Linked DNA regions of Mus musculus: all the other regions are linked to region 1. A link is a contact called in public promoter capture Hi-C data. All regions are on one chromosome and are shown on one strand. Each heading gives the region's core, a stretch centred on a gene start, on an enhancer-like site or on the middle of the called end of the contact. The rest is flanking DNA. Distances are from core to core; before and after follow the strand shown.

The links. Promoter capture Hi-C pulls out the DNA fragments that hold promoters and counts their contacts.
Region 2: a promoter capture Hi-C map of liver shows a contact between it and region 1, with 2.1 times the contacts expected there. The contact joins the enhancer-like site here to the promoter of Ice2 in region 1. A contact is called at or near these places in 5 of 39 promoter capture datasets (the 3T3-L1 cell line, the C10 cell line, hippocampal neurons and 2 more).
Region 3: a promoter capture Hi-C map of hippocampal neurons shows a contact between it and region 1, with 8 times the contacts expected there. The contact joins the enhancer-like site here to the promoter of Ice2 in region 1. A contact is called at or near these places in 7 of 39 promoter capture datasets (the 3T3-L1 cell line, the C10 cell line, hippocampal neurons and 2 more) and 2 of 115 datasets of contacts at active chromatin or transcription factors (large pre-B cells and stem cell-derived neural progenitor cells).
Region 4: a promoter capture Hi-C map of erythroid cells shows a contact between it and region 1, with 14 times the contacts expected there. The contact joins the promoter of C2cd4a here to the promoter of Ice2 in region 1. A contact is called at or near these places in 10 of 39 promoter capture datasets (the 3T3-L1 cell line, the HPC-7 cell line, embryonic stem cells and 5 more), 3 of 115 datasets of contacts at active chromatin or transcription factors (embryonic forebrain, embryonic midbrain and large pre-B cells) and 1 of 9 other capture datasets (macrophages).
Region 5: a contact with region 1 is called in a promoter capture Hi-C map of liver, with 3 times the contacts expected there. The contact joins the promoter of Aqp9 here to the promoter of Ice2 in region 1. A contact is called at or near these places in 5 of 39 promoter capture datasets (erythroid cells, hippocampal neurons, liver and 1 more).

Annotation. Positions count from the first base shown.
Region 1 is chr9:69,395,981-69,400,516 of GRCm38.p6, reverse strand. Ice2 (interactor of little elongation complex ELL subunit 2) reads right to left here and starts at 2,519. Exons shown (of 16, transcript NM_145618.3): 1 at 2,464-2,519; 2 at 1,430-1,571; 3 at 1-40. The coding sequence starts at 1,470.
Region 2 is chr9:67,862,916-67,867,341 of GRCm38.p6, reverse strand. Vps13c (vacuolar protein sorting 13C) reads right to left here. Exons shown (of 85, transcript NM_177184.4): 6 at 1,100-1,162. Among named protein-coding and RNA genes, the nearest start is that of Vps13c, 25 kb to the right of the region's middle. Within about 2 kb of position 3,126, at least 13 of the 459 cell types and tissues checked have an H3K27ac peak or open chromatin away from gene starts, as enhancers often do. A contact at or near this core is called in liver, where this site is marked.
Region 3 is chr9:67,892,688-67,897,292 of GRCm38.p6, reverse strand. It overlaps Vps13c (vacuolar protein sorting 13C), which reads right to left. Exons shown (of 85, transcript NM_177184.4): 19 at 4,070-4,212; 20 at 3,143-3,335; 21 at 1,849-1,963; 22 at 1,069-1,205; 23 at 96-219. Among named protein-coding and RNA genes, the nearest start is that of Vps13c, 55 kb to the right of the region's middle. Within about 2 kb of position 2,207, at least 16 of the 459 cell types and tissues checked have an H3K27ac peak or open chromatin away from gene starts, as enhancers often do.
Region 4 is chr9:67,830,207-67,835,225 of GRCm38.p6, reverse strand. It overlaps C2cd4a (C2 calcium-dependent domain containing 4A), which reads left to right and starts at 2,896. Exons shown (of 2, transcript NM_001163143.1): 1 at 2,896-2,976; 2 at 3,424-4,694. The coding sequence starts at 3,467. The coding sequence ends at 4,471.
Region 5 is chr9:71,161,238-71,165,715 of GRCm38.p6, reverse strand. Aqp9 (aquaporin 9) reads left to right here and starts at 2,427. Exons shown (of 6, transcript NM_022026.3): 1 at 2,427-2,743. The coding sequence starts at 2,633.

The DNA of each region.
Region 1 (4,536 bases), core at 1,270-3,769:
AGAGAAAAATGCTTTAAGGCCATTTTTGGGTGTAACATCCCTGTGGAATAAAGTAATTTATTTGTACTCGACAATTCAAAATCTCATGTTAGACAAAGAAGCATAATGTTAGAGCTGTAAGTTATAACCTCTACCCCAGCTTTTCCCAATCACCTCCTAGCCAGTATAATTTCATGTACCAGATCTTGTGTATTTACATGTTTTACTTCTTAGATAGCTTTAAGCTTGGAGCAGTGTGAAATTCTCAAGGTCCATAGTTTGTTTTCCTGTAGTATACAAATAACTTCAGAAGCTTGAACAGTAAAGGTGGGACAGAATGACATTTAATCAAGGGTCTGTCAGGGCCAGGGCTCACCTCTGGCATGAATGGTAATGTTAAAATGTAACAACTTATTTTTGATTTGGGTACTATTGTGCCAAGTGAAAACACTGGCCCTCCTATTTACTGTTAACTTGATCTGACTTGATAAATGGGGTGAATGACAGGTGTTTCCTAAACCCATCTCTAAAGTGATAAGTTCTATAATATCAAAATTAGTTTGAGACTAATACAGCCAATGTTGGTTAAATGAAAGAAATAAAGAATTGAAGTACTGAGATTAATTTAAGGATTAATCTGTGGGAATGGAAACTGTAACACTTCAAAATCACTTTGGTATCACAGTGCCAGAGGTGTGGGGGAGCATCTGCACAGCACAGAACTATCTAGGGAATACCTAGATATCATGAGAATACCTAGTTCTAGTACTAGGAAGAATTGTAAATGATTCAGTACAGGTTGGACATGGTGGAACACACCTTTAATCCAGCACTCAGGATGCTGAGGCAGGTGGATCTCTCTGAGTACAAGGCCAGACTGATCTCCATAGTGAGCTCCAGGTAAGCCTGGAGACCAGAGAGACCCAGCCCCCACCCCACCCCAAAATATCCCATTATAATTGAGACTGATACGTTATGGTCAATGTTACTTGAGTGAAGGAATTAAACTGAAATATTGACAACAATTCGAGCACTTCTCCACAAGAAAACTGTAATAATGATATAAAATTATAACTAAGAACTTGAGTGTTAGGTTGTCATTTTAGGAATTGAAATCTTTCCAGCTAGGGGGCTGGAGAGATGGCTCAGCAAATGTCCTGAGTTCGAATCCCAGCAACCACATGGTGGCTCACAACCATCTGTAATGGGATCTGATGCCCTCTTCTGGTGTGTCTGCAGACAGCTACAGTGTACTCATATACATAATAAAAAAAATCTTTAAAAATCAGTCAGCTATAACTCAACAAACTTGGTATATGAACAGGGTAATTTCTGAGACCCTGGTGGCTAAAAATTATAAAATCTCTCCAGGCCAGAAATCTCCTTTCCTATGATACCCACCATCCCCAGCTTGTTCCTTCACAGTGGATCAGGAAGAGGACCAACTCACCAGTTCAGCCTTGGTTCACTCATGGTTATGCTAGAGCTCATCTTCCTAGAATTCTCCTTCACTCTAGCCCACAATTATTTCAGCTGGGCAGTGAAGGCTCCCAGAGAGTGAGGGTCGGATCCTTCCTAGAGTCTACAGTTAACTGAAGACAAACAAAAGGTCAAGATCAAACCTATATCACCTTGGGTCATAAAAAGCCTTTGCTTGATTAGCATCTACCTCAAGTGACTAAAACACACAGGCAGGCAGAACGATTCTTTGTAGCAAAGATCCGTTCCCTTTAACTTATGCAAGGAGTGTTAGCCTCAACATTAGCTGAGTTAGTAAGACCCCAAACCAGAAGGGTGCCCTGTGTTCTCGCATTGTTTACATTATGGCAGGGCTGTCTTCCCTTCCCCTCACTCCCTTACCACCAATACAAATCGTGTTTCCATTTCCTCTAGTTATATACAGCTATGGAGGCGGTCTATGACATGCGATGCACACAGAAAAGGCTCTCTGGATCCCAGGGACCGTGTCCTTTTCAAAGAGAACTTTGCACTTGTGACACTCAGGTGCGAGCAACTCCAGAAAACAATTCACAGGCACCTTTAAAGGTGTCATCGGAATTAACGCTGTAGCTTGACTTCTTCACTCACGCTGGGTGTCTGTCCCTGTCATCCCGTGCGGCCTTGAGATACTTAGGAGTCCAATGCAGGAACTGGCCTCTGGGTCCCTATGGGGTCTCAGGGGCGTCCCTCTCCGCCTACCACCTACCTCTCCTTTCCCCTGAGTGTGGGGCTGAGGGGGAGGGGAGGGAACTACAGAGAAGCAAAGGGAGACAAAAGTATCGGGGAAGGAGAGGGGTCGAATGAGGAAAGCCTTAGGGCCTGTGAGGGAAGCCGCCGAGGAAGACACGTGAGGGAAGCCGCCGAGGAAGGCCTGTGAGCAAAGTCCGGTGAGGCGCTGCCTCAGACCCGCGTCGCCATGTTCCCTCTCCCGCCCCTCGCGTTCCCGACGAGCCGGAGTCGGCGCGCAGCCGCCTTTCCGCCCACCTCAGGGTCCCAAGCGGCTCTGGCCCCCGAGAAAAGCCGACGCTTCCACACACGTTTTGTGCTGAACTCACTGCTGCCCGCCTACGAAGGCCTCATTTAAAAGCCCCGAGGGCGCCCGCACGGCCGCGCGTGATGACGTCACGCGAGCGCCGCGGGACGGGCCTGCGCGCGAATGCAAAGGGAGGACTGGCCACAGTGTTAAGGGACCAGGTAGACCCAGGCTGTAACTTCAGGCTTCCCTCATTCTGATCCTGACTCGTCAGTAGTTTTTATGTGTGTGCTTGATTGTCTGTCTGTCTGTCTGTCTTAGAAATAGTGTCTCAAGTAGGGCAGGTTCACTTTAAATATCCTATGTACTCCAGCCAAGGCTAACCTTGAACTTCTCATCCTTATGACCCCCACATCCTGAGTGTTGGGATTACAGACATGCACTACCACCACACCCCATGTATACGGTGTTGGAAAGGGAACCTAATCTTTCAGGATGACAGGCAAGCACCCTACCAAGTTACATATTCAGCCCCTATCATCAATTTTTATTACATACAGATAAGGGTTTTGGAAAGGTCTAAATAAGACAAAGAATGAAGCTATATTTAGCGCACTACTCAACACATACTAGGCTCTCATTACACCCAAAATCTCCACTCCACTCTCTTTTTCATTTTAGAGATAGGCCAATGTCTGCTAGTGGGCCTTCGAGTCTCTCACGCTATTCTTGCAGCAATTCATTAAAAAGAGATGGATTAAGCACAAATATTTTCTGTTTGGTGTTGAGTGCAAGAAGGACCAAAACTAAAACCGGCTTTTCCAGAACTTCTGATTTTTGGGACTCTAAGTCATCGTGTGTAAACGGATCAAAAAAGAGAGTGACGAGCCACTTTAAGTGTTACTGGGGCTGGAGAAAAGGCTTGGTAGTTAAGACTGTTTGCTGCTGTTCTTCCAGAGGACTCAAGTTCAGTCCTCAGCACCCACATGAGGTGGCTCACAAACATTTGTTATCCAGCTCCTGAGGATTTGGTACCTACCCGCTGCCCTCCTACCTGCTGCCCTCCGAGAGTACCCAAACACATGTGGTACACACATGGAGACATTTAAATAAAAATAAATCTTTTAAGACAAGATGTTGTGGCTAGAACCATAAATGATGACCCCCTTTTAAGCTGGGTGTGGTGGCGCACGCCTTTAATCCCAGCACTCGGGAAGCAGAGACAGGCAGATTTCTGAGTTCGAGGCCAGCCTGGTCTACAGAGTGAGTTCCAGGATAGCCAGAGCTACACAGAGAAACCCTGTCTCGAAAATAAATAAATAAATATTTAAAAATAAAAATAAATAAATAATAAATAAATAAATATTCCCCTTTCAAGTTTACTCATCTTAATCTTCCCTCTTTCACTTGCTTGAAATATCTGATTCTCTTCTATATGTCTTTTGTGTATTTTCTAGTAACATTACTGTTTTAACACACCCATGATGTTATCTTTCTTTCACTTCTGAGTCCCCCATGAAGTATCCATTGTAAGGTAAGGTTGGTAGTCCCCAGTTTCCTCAGTTTTTGCTTATCTTGGAAGATCTTTGTTTCCCCCTCATTTCTGAAGAATAGCTCTGCTGAGTATAGTGATCCTGATTGGCAGTTGTTTTCTTTCCTGACTTGAAATATGTCATTCTGTGCTTTCCTTGCCTGTAGGGCTTTTACTGAGAAATTTCCTCTTACTCTAATGGGGCTTCTATTAAATGTGATTTAGTGCTTTGCAGATTTTACAGTTCTTTTCTATCACGTATTTAGCTGTTATCTTGCTGCTGTTCTGGGGATTTAACCCCGAGCTTTAAGTATGCTAACCAGGCATTAGCGCTGAGCTGTAGCCCCAGTGCTGCCCTATCCTCTTGACAGTGTGGTTATGTAATGGTGATGGTTCTTTCTGCTCATGTCTTTTCTGGGGATCCAGAGGTCTCCGGTTTATGAGTGTCCAATACCTTTCTGAAGCTAGGGAAGCTTTCTGTTAGCATTTCATTTAATGACTGTTCTACACATTTAAACTTTATTCTCTTGACCTGGGTATGGCAGTGATAGAA
Region 2 (4,426 bases), core at 1,877-4,376, 1.5 Mb after region 1:
GTCATGATTACTACCATGATAGATTTGTAAAGTAGCAAATTACAGTCAATCATGGTTACTACTGGGGTTTATTTGTAAATTAACAAATTAGCAAATCTGATTACAAATCTCCGCCATGGTAACTTCCATACCTAGATTTTTAAAATGAGAAATTGTTCTTATGCTGTGAAACTGCCATGCAAATTCTCTCACTATCAAACATATATATTAAAGAAGTTAATTATCTGCATAGGAATTCTACCATAGCGTTCAGTATTTGAAATTTGAGCTGCAGACCCATTTACCATTTAGTCAAAGCAAATCTAAATTGTGCTGAAATTAACATAAACTCCTGAAGAGTTATAAAGATATAATATTTCATTTAAAATACTGAAACTGTTGCTAAATATCTGGTACACATCCTAGTGTACTTAAGATTTCCATTCTAAATCCTACAGCAAACAGCCTTCAGTTTGCTTTTGTGAAGCTTCGGGTTTCAGCTATACAGGACAACAGACTAGAGAAGATTGTACAGTCAGGAGGACAGGAGAGGGAACGCAGGAGTTCCTCCTTGAGGCTATGGATGAAGTATTAAATATACACACACACACACACATATATATGTATGTGTGTATATATGTATACATATATGTATACATATATACATATATAATATATATTATGTATAATATTATATATATATATATATATTCCATCTTACTGCTTCTTGCAGATTTGAAACTCTCTGCTGTAAGCAAGAGAAAGCCCTCAGTTGGGAAACACTATTACTGTACTAAAAACTAAGGCCAAAGGGAGGGCAGTGCGCATTTCCCAGTCACTGGCAGAGCTGAGAATTCTACAGGGGCAGTGAACTGTGCTGGCTCACTCACAAACAGCAAGCTCCCAGCACAGAGTTTTCCAGGAGACACTCAAAGACTCAGTGAATGAATGAATGGCTGCGGAGGGTGGAAAAAGGAAGAGATGGCAAGGGTATGAATGTGAATTACATTTCCATATTTCCCAAAGGACGCACACTATGCAGTGGACTCCACTCAAAGCTCAGACATAAATAAGAATATCAGTTTCATGAAGTTAAGTAAAATTAACCATGCATACCCACCAGGCTTGACGTCCTTGTAAAGCAAGTTTTCCAAGCCATACATGAACTCCCCTGAGTGTGCACCTGCATCCCACGGCAGCAGGAACCAAAACGCAAAGCATGGTAAGACACCTTTAGTTTTGCATGGGAAATGCACCCAAACTTAGCTTCAAAAACTCAGAAACCACATTGCAGGACATGTGAAGAGGCAGGGGCATAAAACCATCTTCCCCAAGGAAACATTCTTTCAACATATAAACCTTCCTTTTATATTCAAACAAAACTCCCATTGTGAAAGTTGTAACAATCAAATTGGGCAAGGCAGGTAAAGAGCATTGACGGCTTGGGTCTCAGTGTCATCTCGAATTTTCAAACACAACACAAATCTGCCATCTGGGTTCTCCTCCTGCCTGTCCTGTGGCCCACTTTCATTATGTTCCCATGATGCGTGCCACTAACTTTAAAGTCAGATGAGAAAGTCTCCTCTTAGTTCACTGTGTAACTTGTTCCTTGCAGACAAGCTGCCCGCAGACTTTACTCACTCGAGTCAATATGGCTAGACAACTCCCTCTCCCACTTCTCTCCCTAAGGAAGCCCAGCCCAGACTGCAACTTCAGACTTCAAAGAAAGGTTATGAACTCCCCCTCCTCAGCCGCTGGAGGCTAAAGTTCACCTTTGCACTGGCAAACGTGGTCCTTGACCTCATCGCCCGGTCATTCAAATCTCTTTAAAGTAATCTCACCTAGTTTCCCAACCGTACATGCAACCAATCTCTCTCTCTGTCTCTCTGTCTCTCTATCTCTCTGTCTCTCTGTCTCTCCATCTTTCACTCTCTCTGTGTGTCTCTGTGTCTGTCTGTCTGTCTGTCTCTCTCTCTCTCCCCTTAACTTCCAGCTGTTCCCCACATGTGCTCTGGGTTTTTCTACCCTGTCTACCCTGCCTCCCCGACCTGGAGAACTCTTTCCTTCTCTCTTCCATGTTCACAGAACACACTGATCTGCACAACTTAACAGTGTCATCCCATTCTGAAGTCTCCTAGCACTCTACCTGTGCATTGTTGATGAGACTTAGCACTTTCTCCTGTTCATCATTGAACAAACACCTTCTTGCCCAATTCAAATTGCCTGATATCAGAGTTCCATTTTCAGCAACATATAAGAGCATAGTGCCTCAAAATCACCCAGAAGCTAGCAGACACAGCATGCAACAGCTGAATTCTCAACCTCCTTAATACTGTGTTTTGAGTTTTTAATTGTTGTTTGGTCCGGTAGGTCTGGAAGGCTGGGGGTTTCTTGGGGGGGGGTGGGGGGACTGTGTGTCTGTGTGTAGTGTGTGTCTGTTTTGAAACAGTTCTATAGTCAACCTCTCCTGCCCCATCCTCCTGTTAGTATGAACTACCACTTCCAGGATCTTGAATGTGATATTCTAAGCCCAGGGGAAAAAAGAAATCTAGCATTCAGCCTTGAGCGAAATTTCAGTCACACTGAGAGCTAGTAGATGTGCCCAGCAAACACAGGAGGAAACAAAAGAACAGGCAAGGCAGCCATGGAGCCATGGAGGCGCTAACTCAGCAGAGAAGTAACAGGACAGGCTCAGCAAGACTACGTGTGCAGACCCAAACCCTAAGTGAATTTTAAACTACACAGGCACCGAAAGTGAAGCTCAGTAGTAGAGCTCCTGCCTGGTGAGGAAACGAGGCTCATTTATGCAGCACTGAAATAAACTAGAGGGGAAAAAAAGAATTCAGAAAGAAAACTCCAAGAAAAAAATAATAAGGCATATGTAGAGAGAACCAAAACAGGAATTAAAGCAGTTGGAAAACACCTGGAAAACCACCAAGTCATATGTGTCAAACTTAGTGCATTTCACAGCAGATTAAACAAAGAATGAAAGGGAATGTTTACAAGTCAAGAAAAACAAGACCTCTAGAAGGAAGTATAATCGTAGTCTGTCAGTAGACCTTTCTACTGAACAATTACCTTGTCATAGGAGGTAACTGGCCTAAAATTATGACCCATTCAGACTTCGCAAAAATGCAAGGGCATGTCTCTGTGGCCTTTGGACTCGTGTCAACACAAGGCAGGGGGTTGGGGTGAAAAGAAACAACAATGGCAGACGTTAATGAACCAGAAAAGAACAGCACTGAGACTCCTAAATCATAACCTGGCTTAAAAGAACAGGGTATGAAGGACAGCAGAGTGTGCACAGGGGACTGCCACCTATCACCCTAAGTGTTATGGGGGCCATTTGATTGTTAAGTGTATGTATATATTACCTTGCAAAATTAACATTTTAAATGTGGAAGCTAACATAGGAGAAGCTGTATATGATGGCTTCCCAAGTACAGAAAGCCACTCCAGAGAAATAAAAGGGAAAAAAAAAAGCTTATCTTTATAGCTAAGCAAATTCTATAAAATTGAAATAAAAAACTTCAGATTTTTGTTCCAAACAACAGTAACAGCATTTTTTTTTTTTTGGTTTTTCGAGACAGGGTTTTTCTGTATAGCCCTGGCTGTCCCGGAACTCATCTATCACCCTTTATACTTTCTACTTTGTACACCAGGATGGCCTCAAACTCAGAAATCCGCCTGCCTCTGCCTCCCAAGTGCTGGGATTAAAGGAGTGCACCACCACTGCCCAGCCAGTAACAGCATTTTAAGGAAGCTATGTATTTTAGAGTAAATCGACATGAGGGTTTTATCTTCGCTTGTATTTATCTGCCCATGCAGGCCAGAGCATCCCCTCTCGTTATCTCCCTGAGTCCCTACACAGGCAATGGTACCCCAGACTTTAAAATCAAGAAAGACTGGGAAAGCAAGTCTAAAGAAAGTGCGATAATAATGTAGTAACTATTAATGAATATGGTAAGATGAGAAGCAGTTAACCAATGGTCACAATCCCCTCAGGTATCAAATAACAAATATTCAATATATCAGATATTTATATCACAGTTCATAACCACAGCAAAATTACAACTGTGAAGCAACAATGAAATAACTCTATTGTAAGAGGTCACCATGTCATAAGGTCACAGTGTTAGGAAGGTTGAGAACCACTGATTTAAAGGATGTTTATCACTCAGATAAAAAGCTCACAAGAAGATGATGCATATCCAACAGAAACTAGGAAAGAATATTTATAAACATGGTCAAAATGATAAACCAGTTTTCTTCAGTTATAGGAAAATAATCTCTCATCATATTCCTCAGTTCCTAAATTAATCTATGTTACATTCAGAACCCAGTACCTGAAGCTGAATTTCACCTTCTGATTTTTAAATACATTCTGACAAATCTGAAAACTCATCACCCAAGAAGCTGCCATGTTTGCATTTCCTACTGCACAGGC
Region 3 (4,605 bases), core at 958-3,457, 1.5 Mb after region 1:
AGCAAACAGAGCATCAAGGCTAACAATGCACGCACATACTTGAACAAAGCTACTGGAGCTAATCTGCCTGCCCTGAGAGCTGAGCAGTGGCTGACCTGCTTTTGCAAAGAGCAACTGCACACTCCTTATCTCCACATCAAACTTGTCATACGCCTTGTCTATTATTTCTTCAAGGGATGCATTAGCAGTCTTCTGTGCGCCTTGGTCTTTACTGTTGAGCTAAAACGGAGTGAAGGAAAACAACTGAATTTCTTTCTATAACAGAAAAGCATACATACATATCAGCATGCCTTAGTCACATTTCAAAACTTCTAACTAAAGAGAGGAGAGTGCCTAATTTCCTGATGATCTGTAAGCAGCTCGCTAGGAGTGCATTACCCCACCACAGGTCTGTTCCGCTTGAGCAATAGATGCATCTGCAGTCACTGAGCCAATTACACAGCTGTCTGCTTCAAATAGCCTGCCCAGAGGGAGAGCTCCTTCCTCAGCCTGACTCCTGAGAGGACTGCCAACTGTGGCTCAGCTCTCCTACTGCCCACCCTGAACCCTTTGCCTTCTGGACACTGCCCCGGAAGAGGCCGTCAGGACGCGGCTCCACCCTCTGCTTCCTTTTCCCAGCTGGAATAAAGGCTCCGTTCAGTTTAACGCCTACCTGTTCCCAAATGCTGAGACTTGAGAGGAAAATCCAAAACCTCACTTTGGTTATTTAGAGCAATCAAAAGATAGGTAGGTAGATAGACAGATAGATAGATAGATAGATAGATAGATAGATAGATAGATAGATAGATAGATAGATAGATAGAAGATAGATAGACAGACAGACTGACTTTTTGTCAAAATCTATAGCCCAGAAATTGACACTGTAAAATTAAACTCTATAAACCATGAAAACTAAGATGGTTTCCATCCAGAAAACAGAAAAAACATCCATCAAGATCTCAATGCCAAATTATTGCCATTCTGGGTAGCCATATAATACATATGCAATAAGTCTAGAGTTAGTTCAAGTGAACTGAAAAAAAAATAGGAGACAGAGACAGAGAGAGAGAGAGGTGCTCATATACCTACCTGAAAAGTACCAAAATCTAAAATGAGAAGATTTGACTTTTCATGGTGAAAACCTGTCTGTGGAATTATCAGGTAAGAAGGCTTCAGATTTATCCTTAAATCGAGAACTTTCCGAGTCTCAATGATATGCGTAAGTCCTAAAAGAAGGCCAGGGAAACAATGATGTGGTCAAGCTGTACATGGTGATACTACTAACAAAAAGACTAAGAATTTCACTTGAAAGATATCAAGTAGTGTCAGTCCTGCCAAAAGCTGCATTCTCTCTCTCTCTCTCTCTCTCTCTCTCTCTCTGTATGTGTGCGTGTGTGTGTGTGTGTATACATATGTACATATGTATATGTGTATATATTACATATGCATATTTTATACATATTAATATATATTATTATATATTACAGTAAATCCTATATAACTAGTATTAGGTCTAGGCATAGAACGATTTGCAAGCTGATTGTTAAGCAACCTGACGTAACAGTCTGCTGGGTTCTTTAAAACTAGGCATGCACAGCACCATGAACGGCTCTGAAGAGTGGAGGTGGGGGTGGTGCTCCACCTCAAGGTCACTCTAAAGCTCAGGTTCTTGGCTGTAACGCAGGAAAAGCATCTCAACGCTCCATTACTCTCTTCCTCTCTACCAAGTCTATTCAACTCTGAGTTAGCCATGTCCAATGTATGATATAGACAGAAAAGAAAGCCTAAACTACTTTAAACACACTGTTTCCATTAAGATGGCCACCTTTGGAGTTTAGCTGGTGCTGATAGACACACTAAAGATTTCACCTGTAGCTGTCCTCTCTTTAATCTCTTCCAGTTTCATCAAGGTAGCTGATGTAATTTGCTCAAGATCCAACCCCTTATTTGACTGAAAGAATTCAACAACAGCATTGATAGTTTTCTGTAAAAGAAATTTAAAACACGACAGGTTGTACATTAAATCTATGTTACAAATCTGAAGAATTCACCTCATTTATAAACAGCTATGGCTTTGAAGCATGGGATCCAAAGCTATTCTGTGTTACTACTTCCCTTCAAGAGTGAGAGACAACCATGAGCAAGGACCAGCCTAGTGAGCTGATGGGAGAGGAGATATGTCACAGCACTGGCAAGAGGTCTAAGTGGGGCTTGTGGAAGTAGCAACTGGCACGCCCTCCAGTTTTAGCCTCCAGTTAGAGAGGAAAGCCTATCCCTCAACACTAAACTTGGATTATGTCATACTTTGACATTTAGAAAAGAAATAGAGGAAAGCTATTCACTCTTACCTACTTATAAGACTTGATTATAAAAAATATGAAAGGTTTTATTTGACAAAGAAAGTTCTGGAGTTGTGCAAGAACTTAAGTGTCCAAGAACACTTGGGTCACAATACAGATGTGGCTGTGTTAAACAAACTGCACCACATTCCTAAAATGTGTAAATTACTAAAATGTGTACAATGGAAAGTCTGGTCATGGGTATTGCCCTGCAATGTAAAATGTTTTCAACTTCATTCTATCACTGTGTGTGAGTGCTTGTGCACATGTGAACACACATATCATAGCACATGTATGGGGATCAGAGGATAGCTCTGTGGAGTCAGCTCTCTCCGACTGCCTTTACTTGGGCTCCAACCACTGAACTCAGATCATCAGGGTTACATGGCAGAGCCTTTACCCTGCGCCATCCTTTCAGCCCTAAAAAAGGAAACTTTTAAATTCATTTTTCATGTCTGTATATGGCATATGCATGTGTAATACATAATCATGTGTGTATGTGGCTGAGTGCACCCAGGTTCATGTGCAGAGGACAGAGGAGAATATGCTGCCCTGTTCTGTCACTCTCTCCACTTTATTCTCTTCAAGCGGGGCTTCTCATGAACATGGAGCTAGGCTGGAGGCAAACAAGTCCGACCAATCCTGCCTGCCTCCCACAGTGCTGGGATACAGGCACCTGACCATAGCAGTCCCCTACTTGAAGGCCGAGGATGCAGACTCACTCTTGTATTTCATAGCACACTCAGTTTCCCCGTGCACTTACATAGTAATTCATCCCTCAACCCTAGAGACAGCTTCAAAAGCCGCTTTCTGCCTGCACTTACAGCGTCATAGATGACCTCCACGGGCTGTGACTGAACAATCAGAGTCTGGTCAGCAGGACTGTTCTCAGGGTTGGTTTCAAACTCAATTTTGAGCAAGGACGATGTAGTGTCACCAATGGAAGCCACCAGTGATGGCACAATGTCTTGTTGTCGCAAACCTGTGACGTACCAGTGTTCTAATTTTGCTTCTATCCTATCCAATGAGGAAAGAGCAAGCATGTAACAGATAAAATTAGGGCTATCTCTTTGAAAATTGCCCTGACAACCAGCCCTATGCCCAAAGTTACAGTTCATCTTCTTAAGCTGGCCTCCATTTACCTACAAAACCTGCTTTTGTTGCTGAGAGTCAGTGTCTCCTTAGCTATTTATCATCCACAGGAAACGCCTACATTAGTCAACCCCAGGACATGGCATAGGTTCCCATCACAGGGTTTAGACATAGATAATGCTATCACCATGTTTCTACATCACTCCCACATCCTCTAGCTGCCTCCTGCTTCTCTTGGAACCCTTCCTGTTCAGCTGTCTACACCTCCTACTGTTTCAGTTTCCCTCCCCCACAACTGAGCTACACAGTATACCTGTCCTATTCATGCCATGCTCTACAGTAAACTGTCTAATGTGTGAAAGTCTTCAATTAGCTCTTCTGCATATCCTTTTATCAGATACAATATAAATGTCCTGAACACAGAAATGTATTGTACCCTAAGCCACTGCCACAGGGCAGACACTCTAAATAAAACACTACCTGACAAACACTTGCAGAAAGGAGAGAGGACAGAAGAGTAAATTACACAATTCACAATAAAACATGCAAAATAAAAGAAATGAAAGAAAAGCTGTTTCTCTTCGGTATTCTTTCATGTTGCAGAAGATGATATATTTAGGGCCTAAAGCCATAAATGAAAATAAGTTCTTAAAACTTACTTCAATGCTTGTGCTCCTGGTCGCTGGGAGACTTGGGTACCCAAGCCAATTATCTGGACTCTCAAGATTTCTGGAACATTCCTGTTTTCTCTTATTATAATAGAGGTGCTGACCAACTTCAGAGTCAGTATATGGGCCACATACTAAACAGGAATAAATAAAAACAGTTAACATGCAAATGACTGCTAGCTTTAATGGTTTCTCTTTAATTAAATATGGTGCCTTATCAAACAATTCAACAAAGCTTGTGAGTTCCAGCACCTAAATACTCTCCATGAATAAACAAGACTAGAAAACTCAATGAAAGCCTATCAGACAGACCGCACACTTAGAAATGATCCAAGTTTGTCTGCTTAGTTTAAAAGAAACAGTGACAGAAGCAGAGAGTGTCCACCGAGAAGCCTTCACCTAAGCAAACTACGCATCTCAGACCAATGCTCTAGCTGAAGAAAAGAAAAACTAAGCCTGCTGGATGGCTGTCGAATTACACACACACACATACACACATACACACACATGCACAACATACACAAACA
Region 4 (5,019 bases), core at 1,647-4,146, 1.6 Mb after region 1:
AAATCTTTCCTAGCTATTTTCAGTTATATATAATGCAACACTGTTAACTGTCTTCGCCAGACTGTGCCACAGAACACTAGAACCCATCTCCTCTTCACCTTCAACCCCTCCCATTCCTTCCTCACTAAATCTGTTCTTAAATGTTCCTTTTCTATTTACTCTGAGGATACATCCAGCCACGATGGGTGTTGTTTTCACAGATCCATCTCTAGATGGCCCCACGGCTACAGGTGTGAGCCCAGAAAGATCACTGCCTTCTTTTGAGTAGATTTGTGTGTTCTGGACACCTGGCTGGACCAGACGACAGCAACCTCCCAAGTACCGGATGGCTCATGCTTCCGTGTCAAGTAAAACATGAGACTTCTGTGGTCACAGAGAATTGGCCTACGAGGCTGCTTCTCTGTTGTTTTCAAGAAACCTTATACAGGAAATGTCTATAAGGTGTTACTAAAGAAGGTGGACTGTTAATAAAAATAAAACAAGCCCACTCTGCTTGGCTGAGCAGAGGGTTTGTTTTTCAAGGCTTGCAGTGTGAATCAGCTAATTCCTGGCTAAACAAGCATGCATGGTAACAATAACAACGGCTGTTAGCCAGCACTTGCTGTCTGCCCAGAGAATCCACAAGAATGTCTTTACTCTGACAGCAATCTATGTGATAGATATGATCACTTCTATCTACAAGCTGCACTCAGCAGGAGAGTAACCTTGAGTCACAACTTCTCAGACTGAGTTCTCGTGGTCCTTGTCGATGTAACCAACATCCAGGATCACATGCAATCGGCAGCACTTTTCCTCAGGAGAAAAACCTTGAGTTTGAACATCTGTACATGGCCTTTAGGTAAAGCTTAACAATTACTCTCTTACAGACTGAACCTTGGTCCAAGAATTTGAGCCAGGAATAGAGACGTTATAAGATGAAGGAGAAGCTAGTCACAGACCCAGGGACCCTCGCCTATCCTATCAGACTAAATGTTAAAAGAGTCCAAAGTCCCTTGAAGTTGGAGAGATGGTTCCGTGGCTAAAGGCACTTGATGCTCTTGTGAAGGGCCAAAGTTAGGTTCCCAGCACCCCTGGGAGACAGCTCACAACCGGGACTTCAGCTCCTGGGAATTCGTCGCCCTCTTCTGGCCTCTGGGTGCAGGCACGTGCATGAGTGTGTGTGTGTGTGTGTGTGCGCGCGCGCGCACATGTGCCCTCATGTGCATACACATATTAAAAATAAAATAGTTTTACATTTTTTCTTCTTTACTACCTCCCTGGCTAGATGAAATTCAAATATTTCAACTTTACCATTTCCTTTTTCTTCTAAGAGTTGAACATAAGCTGACTGGGTCTGGGACAGCCTGGATTCATGGATCTATCATGACAGAACCCAGGAAGCAGTATATAAATTCTGCTTTAAACACATGAATGATCTAAGGAGTGTTTAAAGTACTGACAGCGGACAGAACAGCTAACATTATGCACATCTGGTCCTATGCTAAAGTGTTCATTTGCATTGCATATGTTATCCAAGGGCAAACCCACACTGTGTATTATTGTGGTCTTTACGTTGGATACCAAGGCTCAGAAACACTCAGTAACCTGCTCATAATAAGCTGCTCATAGTAAGATACCTGTCTGCCGTGAATTCAAAGCCAGTGTTCTTAATTTCTGCCACTGTTCCCACTCTCATTGAAAGTAACCAAACTGATGCCACAGAACACTAGAACAGCAGAACTCACTGCTTGTGTCTTTAACATTTGCTATGTTCCATTCACGTTGCGTAACAATATATATTACTCCCCTAATAATGCATTTACTACTCATTAATGGGCATTCCTTTCATTTCCTTCCTTAGTGACAATGGGTAAGTTATTTAACATCTGAAGTGCTGGGGGGAGGTGTTTGTTTATAAAACATGGATAATCCAAATTTCCTAAGGTTTCTGTGACAACTTTATAGCACATTACCTGTATGTTCTGTATGCAAAACACACACAGGACATGCCCCAAACAGAACCTCCCCCCCCCACTTGCCTAAAGTTGACTAACTCATTCAACACTGCTTGAAGAGGCCATTAATTTGCAAGGCAGCTACTCAGAAATACCCTATGTCCATACTCTGATCCAGATGTTTCGGAATCTCTTTCCACTCGAGCTGCAAGCAACTCTCTTAAAGGATAAACACCAGTTTTCAAGAGAAAGGATGGAGGTCTCAGATAGACACAGTGTGCAAAGGTCAGATATGGCTAGTGTGTGTTTCCAAAGGGACGATACCAGTGGCTGGATGTGTGGAGTATAATTGAATCCCTAGTTAAAAATTAGCATCCTGCTTAAGAAGGCTGTGGTTTTTTTTATTTTAAAATATATATCTTAAGTGTACACTGGATGATTTCTTTACATAGGAATACACCCCTGTAACCCCACCCAAGACAAATATGTAACGTTTCCGGAACCCCATAACCCCCACCACCACCCAAGAGTGATTTAAAATCAACAGAGAAATGACCTCTAAAATCAGAACAGAAAGCAGAAAGTTAAAAAAAAAAAAAAAAAAAAAAGGCAATGCTGGCAGCAAGAAGGTGGGAGATGGGAACGGCCATTTGGGTAAGACAAACCCGATTTCTGGCTTCTTTCCAATGGTGCGTGCAGAGTGCTTCTGTGCACTCACGTTCATTTTGCCCATCCGTCCTCACAAGGACTGCGACATGGTCCACACTAAATCTTGTTTTCCATGTGAGGAAACAAACTCGTTCAGGGTTTTAGAGAACAGCTCCAACCACAGCAGAACTAGCTGCAGGATCAGCTCAGCAAATCCATCCACGTGGCAGAGGGACCTGGGAGGGCCAGGCGTCAGGTTACCAAGCAGCAGCGTGACAGCTCGTATAAAAGCCCGGACCAGCTATCCTGGAACATCAGGAATCAACTCTGCCGCGCTCTTTTGAATTTCTCCGCGTTTCTCCGGGTTGGAAAACCATCTGACTCTGAATACCAGGTATATGAATGGGAATCCAGTTCCCTCCTGGGTGTTAGACCCAGGTGGCCCGAAGCTCTCTAGAAGGAGAAACCATTTCTGGGGTGTGTGTGTGTGTTCTCGCGCAGAACTAGAGTGTACTAGACACTTAAGGTTTCAGGAAATGAGTGCACAAATGATCAAAGCAAAGCGCCTCTTGGAACTAGGGACAGAGGCGCAAGTTAGAAGACAAAGGTAAAGAGGTAGGACGGAAAAGACTGAAGCAAACTGCAAATCTACCTGGCATCTGACTAGAGACAGGGTGGGCGATATACGATTGTTTTTCAATCTGTAAAAACAGTTTGTAATTGTGGTGAGGGATGCATTTTGTCTTGTAAGGCTCAGGACAGGACGATGTCAAAGAAAAGAGACAGAAATTCCTGCTTTCCTCCAGACTGTCTCTGACTGGTATGTGTTTATGTGTTGCAGGCAGCCTGGAACAGGATCACAGGGTTCAGACACTAGCGGCCAGATGTGGTGTCTGGAGCGGCTCTTGCGGGACCGAGATGGGTTTCTCCCGGGGCGCGTCCACCGCTCCAAAGCTCGCTCATCCGCTGCGTGCGCAAACGTGCTCACTCCAGACCGCATCCCAGAGTTCTTCATCCCGCCGAGGCTGGAACCTAGCACGGCCTGGGCTGCGCTGCGCGAAGCCTGGGCTGCAGACACGGAGGCCGACGACGGCGCGGGCCGCACAGACTGGGACCCGCGCTCCCAGGCTGCGCTCTCGCTGCCGCACCTACCCCGCGCGCGCACCGCTTACGGCTTCTGCGCGCTGCTCGAGAGCCCGCACACGCGCCGAAAGGAGTCGCTCTTCCTCGGCCACCCAGGTGTCCCGGTCCGCCGGCCTGGGCTTCGCCACCGCACGCACACCTACGCGAGCCCCCGCCGAGTCCCGGACGCTCCGCGCCCTGCCCCGGGCGACCCAGACGCTGCCCGGGTCCCGACGCCCACTCCTGCTCCCAGCAGACGCCGCCTCCTACGCTCCCCGGGCAAGCTGCTGAGCCGCGCACTTCGAGCCCCTCGACGTCTGGCCAGCGCGCGCCCCCCGTGCCGCGGCGACGAGCACGAGCGCGCCGCCTCCTGCGCGCCCCCGGTCCCCAGCAGCCCGGATCCCGAGCGCCTGCAAGCTGAAGCCAGCGTGGCTCTGGGCCGCGGGGGTTGCACGCTGCGCCTGGCGGCCGAATACTGTCCGCGCAGCGCCTGCCTCCGCCTCCGCCTGCTGCGCGCTGAGGGCCCGGCCGCCGCGCTGGAACCCCGCGCCCTGGGCTGCCGCCTCAGCCTGGTGCTGAGGCCGTCGGGCCAGCAGCGTGCCAGTGTGGTCCGCCGCAGCCGCAAGGCCGCCCTGGACCAGGACTGCTGCTTTGACCGGCTCCCGGAGGAGCAGCTGCGCCGCCTGGCCGTGCGCATCAAGGCGGAGAGCAAGGGACGGCGGCTGGGCCAGGGCGAGCTGCTGCTGGGCTCTCTGCTACTGCTATGAGCGCGGCTTCCCTGGAGCCCTGGACACCTAAGGTCGCTTGGCCATGAGATGCACAGAGACTCTTGGCCCAGAGACACTTGTAGCCTCCTCTTGGTCCTGGAACACTTGCAGCTTCTTGGCCCTGAGACACTCTTAGGTTTTGGTCCTGGCACACTCTCAGCCTCTTGGCTCTTGGACAATGACTGACAGCCATTTGTACAAAATAAACATGTGTTCATTTTTCTAGCCAGGGCTTTGTTTCAGTCCAATTCTGGCAGAGCTAATCCTAAATTATTATAGTAATATACGTCGCTTCTTTTTGTGTGGGCAGACACCTTGAAATTTCTGTTGTGCAATGGGGTAGTGTTGAGCAGTGTTCCCCACTGTAGGCAGCAATTGTATTTAATCTGTTCACACATTCCAACTGGAAAATAGTTACTGTCGATGTCAGACCAGCCTCGTTTTTAAAGTTCATTTATTCCATGGCGTCCTTTGAGACTGATAGTGTCAGTTACTTACGATGCATTAAGATGTTACATAAGAAAGGCCAGTGTCTAGTAACATTGATG
Region 5 (4,478 bases), core at 1,178-3,677, 1.8 Mb before region 1:
TCATAGATCTGCCTGCCTCTGCCTCCTGAGTGATGGGATCAAAGGTATGAGCCAGCCCAACTTGGCTTGTGACCCATTGATTTTAACCAGGACTGTCTGTGTGGCAATGAGTTTAGAGCTGTGCCTTAGAGCCTGGTGGGCAACCATTTGTTGCACAACTGAATCCATCTGTAGCTAAGTTGTCAGGGACAGCTAGGAGAGGATGATCTTTTTAAAAACCCAAAGATCTGACGACCTCATCGACCTGTCTAATCTACTCCAATGATTTATGACACTTTTAACCTGATACACAATTTACAAGGCTCAGTATAGTCTTGTTTCTCCCACCCCAGCTCATTCTTCACACTGTTCCTTCCTTCACCCTGGAGGCTAACCACAGTGGGTGTTTCTCTGGTTCTTTTATAGGTGTCATTTTGCCCCCCCATCCCTCAAAGTCTTTCACACCCACTTCCTTCCCCATTTCATGTGAATAGGCCCTGTGCCTCCTGATCTCAGCTTAGACATAACTTCCCAGAAGACACTGCAGAGATCTCTCCAACAAGGTGGACTCCGCTTGCCGTATTTGCACATGGAAATACAGCCCCCGCCGGCAGAGCATGTGTCCTCGGCTGGAGTTGTCTGTTCGTGTCCCTGTGTGATTGTGTCTAATGTTGGTCTCCGTCATAGCCAGCCCTGTGACAAGCAAGACTGCCCCGTGCTTTTGCTACAGGCAGTGCTTGGCACACAGCAAGTATGCCATAAATATTTGTCAGGTGAGTGAGCGTGGACTCTGAAGAACACGCTTTGTGTCTTATTAGCTGAAGTCAGAGCAATAAAGTCCTGTTCCTCTGGTCGAGCCACCAGGACTTGGGCATAATGTGGTCATAGGAAACTCTCCAAGACAAAGCTATCCATGATCACCTAACCAGGAGTTAAAGCAAACTTCTGGGTGTTTCAGCTACATCCTCATCATGACCATTTAATCAGGAATTAAAGTCGAAATGCTAGATTGTTTTTTATTTATTTATTTTTTAAATTTATAGTATTGACCTCTTCGGTCTGAACTGTAAACTTTACCTGCAGCTTAGGTGTTTGATCCTGCCTCTGGGCTCTTCCCAGCTGCTCTGCTCACAGCCTCCCCTCACCCCTTCCAGCCTGCCTCCTCAGCTGGAAATGATTGAGGGCCTCCTGCAAAGGTAGAGGAGGGCCCCAAAGAAGACTGGGAACTGGGCAGGCTGCTCTGAGGGAGGGAAGGAGGGTGGGAGGGAGGGAGGGAGGGAGGGAGCATAGCATGGGTTCAAGTCAGTGGACTGCCTGGGGGTGTTTAGAGACTACTGCCTCCAATTCCGTCTTTTCAGACAAACCAGCTTTGGAAATCAGGGCTTGCTTATTGATCAGGTCAAGAAGCTATTATAAGATGTAGTCTGTTGCCTGTGAGGATGTTAATTCATCAGATTTAAACTAGATACCTTAGTGGGGCATAGTTACTCCTCTCTTCTTTAACTGGGATGGGATTGACTGGTCAGAGGGCTAGAATTCCAGTCCTCTGCTTTCTCTATCTTTCTGATTCTTGAATCCTAAACTCTGTTTACCAGATAGGGAGACCACTTCAGTGAACAAGAGGGAGTTCCCATCTTGTCCCATAAACACCTTAACACCCTCCCCTCCCCTCCCCCCTCTTTCCCTCCCTCCCTCCTCCCCCCCCTTTTTTCCTCTCAAGACAGGGTTTCTCTATATAGCCCCAACTGTCCTGGAACTCATGTAGACCAGGCTGGGCCCTTGAACTCACAGAGATCAACCTGTCTCTGCACACACACACACACACACACACACACACACACACCTCACCCCCCACCCTACCCCCAGCGCTGGGATTAAAGGCAGCACTAACCCAATGCCCCATAAACTTACATTTCGGAGCCTTTAAACTGCCCTTCCATAAGTTAATTTAGTTATTTCTGGAGCCCTTCAGAAAGACTCCAGCAGTCCCATGAACTCCCCGAGGCACTACTAGAGCCAGCCTAGTCTCTTTCCCTTACACTCTCCAGTTTGGAAGAAAACCTTCAGGAGAGAATGTTCACAGTGAAGGTGTCTATACCTGATTGAACTATTCTAAATTACACCCAAACTGCCCACTTCCGAATAGGAGAAAACAAATCATCAGAAGGCTGAAGTTGTGTAACAGGTAAATCTCTTCTGGACCAAGGCCCATCTCTGGTTTGGCAACCCAACCAACGTAGCATCTCTTTTCTCATCTCCTGGAAAAAAAAAAAAAAAAGAAAGAAAGCCAACAGAGAAAAAGTAGCCAGAGAACAGAGAATAAAGGTAATGATTAATCTGTCAAGTACAAAAAGAGTCATTTTGAGGATTTGGAATTATAACTCATTAATGCAAACAAATAGCAATGAGCTGGGAGGGAGGGAGGGGCTGACAGCAGAGGCAGACAAGGATTAAGTCACAGTTCCTAATTAGGACAGGCTCTCTGACACAGTCAGGTATCTCTTTAGTCGCCTCCAGAGATCCGTGCAGAGCTAAGTGAGCTTGGTTTTTTTAAAATTCTTTTTTGTTTGGTTTGGTTTTCATGTGGTAGTGAAGGCAGGAAACTGAGCGAGCAGACCTTGGTGGAAAGCTTACCTCTGGCAGAAACCCCAAGATGCCTTCTGAGAAGGACCGAGCCAAGAAGAACCTCGTGCAGAGGCTGGCCCTGAAGAGCTGTCTGGCTAAGGAGACACTCTCTGAGTTCCTGGGCACCTTTATAATGATTGTGAGTATTGCTCGATTTCCATTTTCCCAGTTCAGACCTAACCCCGCCTTCCTGGCTGCCAGGCGTCTGGAGCAGGGCGTTTGTTTTTTTGTTTTCCCTGATTATCAGTTCCAGTCCCTTCTAGGAGGCAGCAAGTCACTTTCTAGGTTACTTGACTATTTGGTGACCATTAAGAGCTTCGTTCGCTCTTAACGTGTAGCCAAGACAGTTGATAGGAGTGGAGAAGGGGGAAGGGGAGTACTTCTTCATTTTAAAATGTCTCAAAGTGGCTTTTATGATGAAAGAGTTGCTAGACATTGCTTCCCATTTGGTGACTGAGTCATCTGAAACAAACATTAATGGTCAATAGATAGCGTGGAACAGGCTGCCAAGAGAGGTGCCTGGCAGTTTTGTTTGTTTGTTTGTTTGTTTATTTATTTATTTATTTATTTGTGTGTGTGCACGAATGCACACAAGTGCATCTGAAAATGGCCTGGCAGTTTTATTTATTTGTTTGTTTGTTTGTTTATTTATTTATTTATGTGTGTGCACCAATGCACACAAGTGCATCTGAAAATGGCCTGCTGGAGTCAGCTCTCCTTCCACCATCCTTCCACCATGTGGACTCTAGGGATGGAGCTCAGGTCATCAGGCCCGGCAACAGGGACTTTTATCTCGTGAGTCATCTCACCGGACCTACTTAGTAAATCAGAACTTGGGGTTAGTATGGTGTGTGTGTGTGTGTGTGTGTGTGTGTGTGTAGCCTTGTGTTGGTTTCATATAATTTCTCCCTTTTGATTGAACTTGACTTGAGCAAATCTCTCAAGGTCTTTAAATTGAACTTCATAGAGTTAAACATGGACAGGCCTAAGAATCTCAAAAAGAGATTGGCTCAGCTATGAAAACAAACAAAACAAAGAATAAAACAGAGACCAGAAACTATTGCTACTTTCTGAACTGGTGTGAGCCCTGGCCTCAGGCTTTTTTTAAAATGGGACAGCTATTTATTTCTATTTATCTATTTATTTATTTATTTATTTATTTATTTATTTATTTATTTATTTTGGTTTTTCGAGACAGGGTTTCTCTTTATAGCCCTGGCTGTCCTGGAACTCACTTTGTAGACCAGGCTGGCCTGGAACTCAGAAATCCGCCTGCCTCTGCCTCCCGAGTGCTGGGATTAAAGGTGTGTGCCACCACACCCGGCTTATTTAATTTTTTAGAAAACACACCTGCCAGAGAGAGAGACAGAGAGACAGGGAGACTCTTACTTCAGGTATAATTTCAGCTTCTCGTTCTCAAATATTTCTCTCTTTTATTTATATGAGTACACTGCTGCTGTCTTCAGACACACCAGAAGAATGCCTTGATCCCATTACAGATGGTTGTGAGCTACCATGTAGTAACTGGGAATTGAACTCAGGACCTCTAGCAGAGCAGTCAGTGTTCTTAACCGCTGAGCCATCTCTCCAGCCCAGCTTCTCAAGATTCTAGAGGACTGTCTTTAAGTGTGCATGTTATCCTTGGCTTTGGATCATTGAGAAGGAAAGGGGCAGGATGTGTAGGCTGAGTCAGGACTGGAGGGTTCTTTTCCTTCTTTCTTTTCGCTGTCCGGAAGCTCCTTATTTTTCTCACCATGGTCAGGGTCAGGACTTAGGTCTGGGTGGTTAGAAGAAAAGGGAGGGGGAAGCCCCCAAGTTATCTTTCCAGTGAGAGCTTCCTGGAAGATTGCCCCAGCCAGATGTGGAGATGCTTG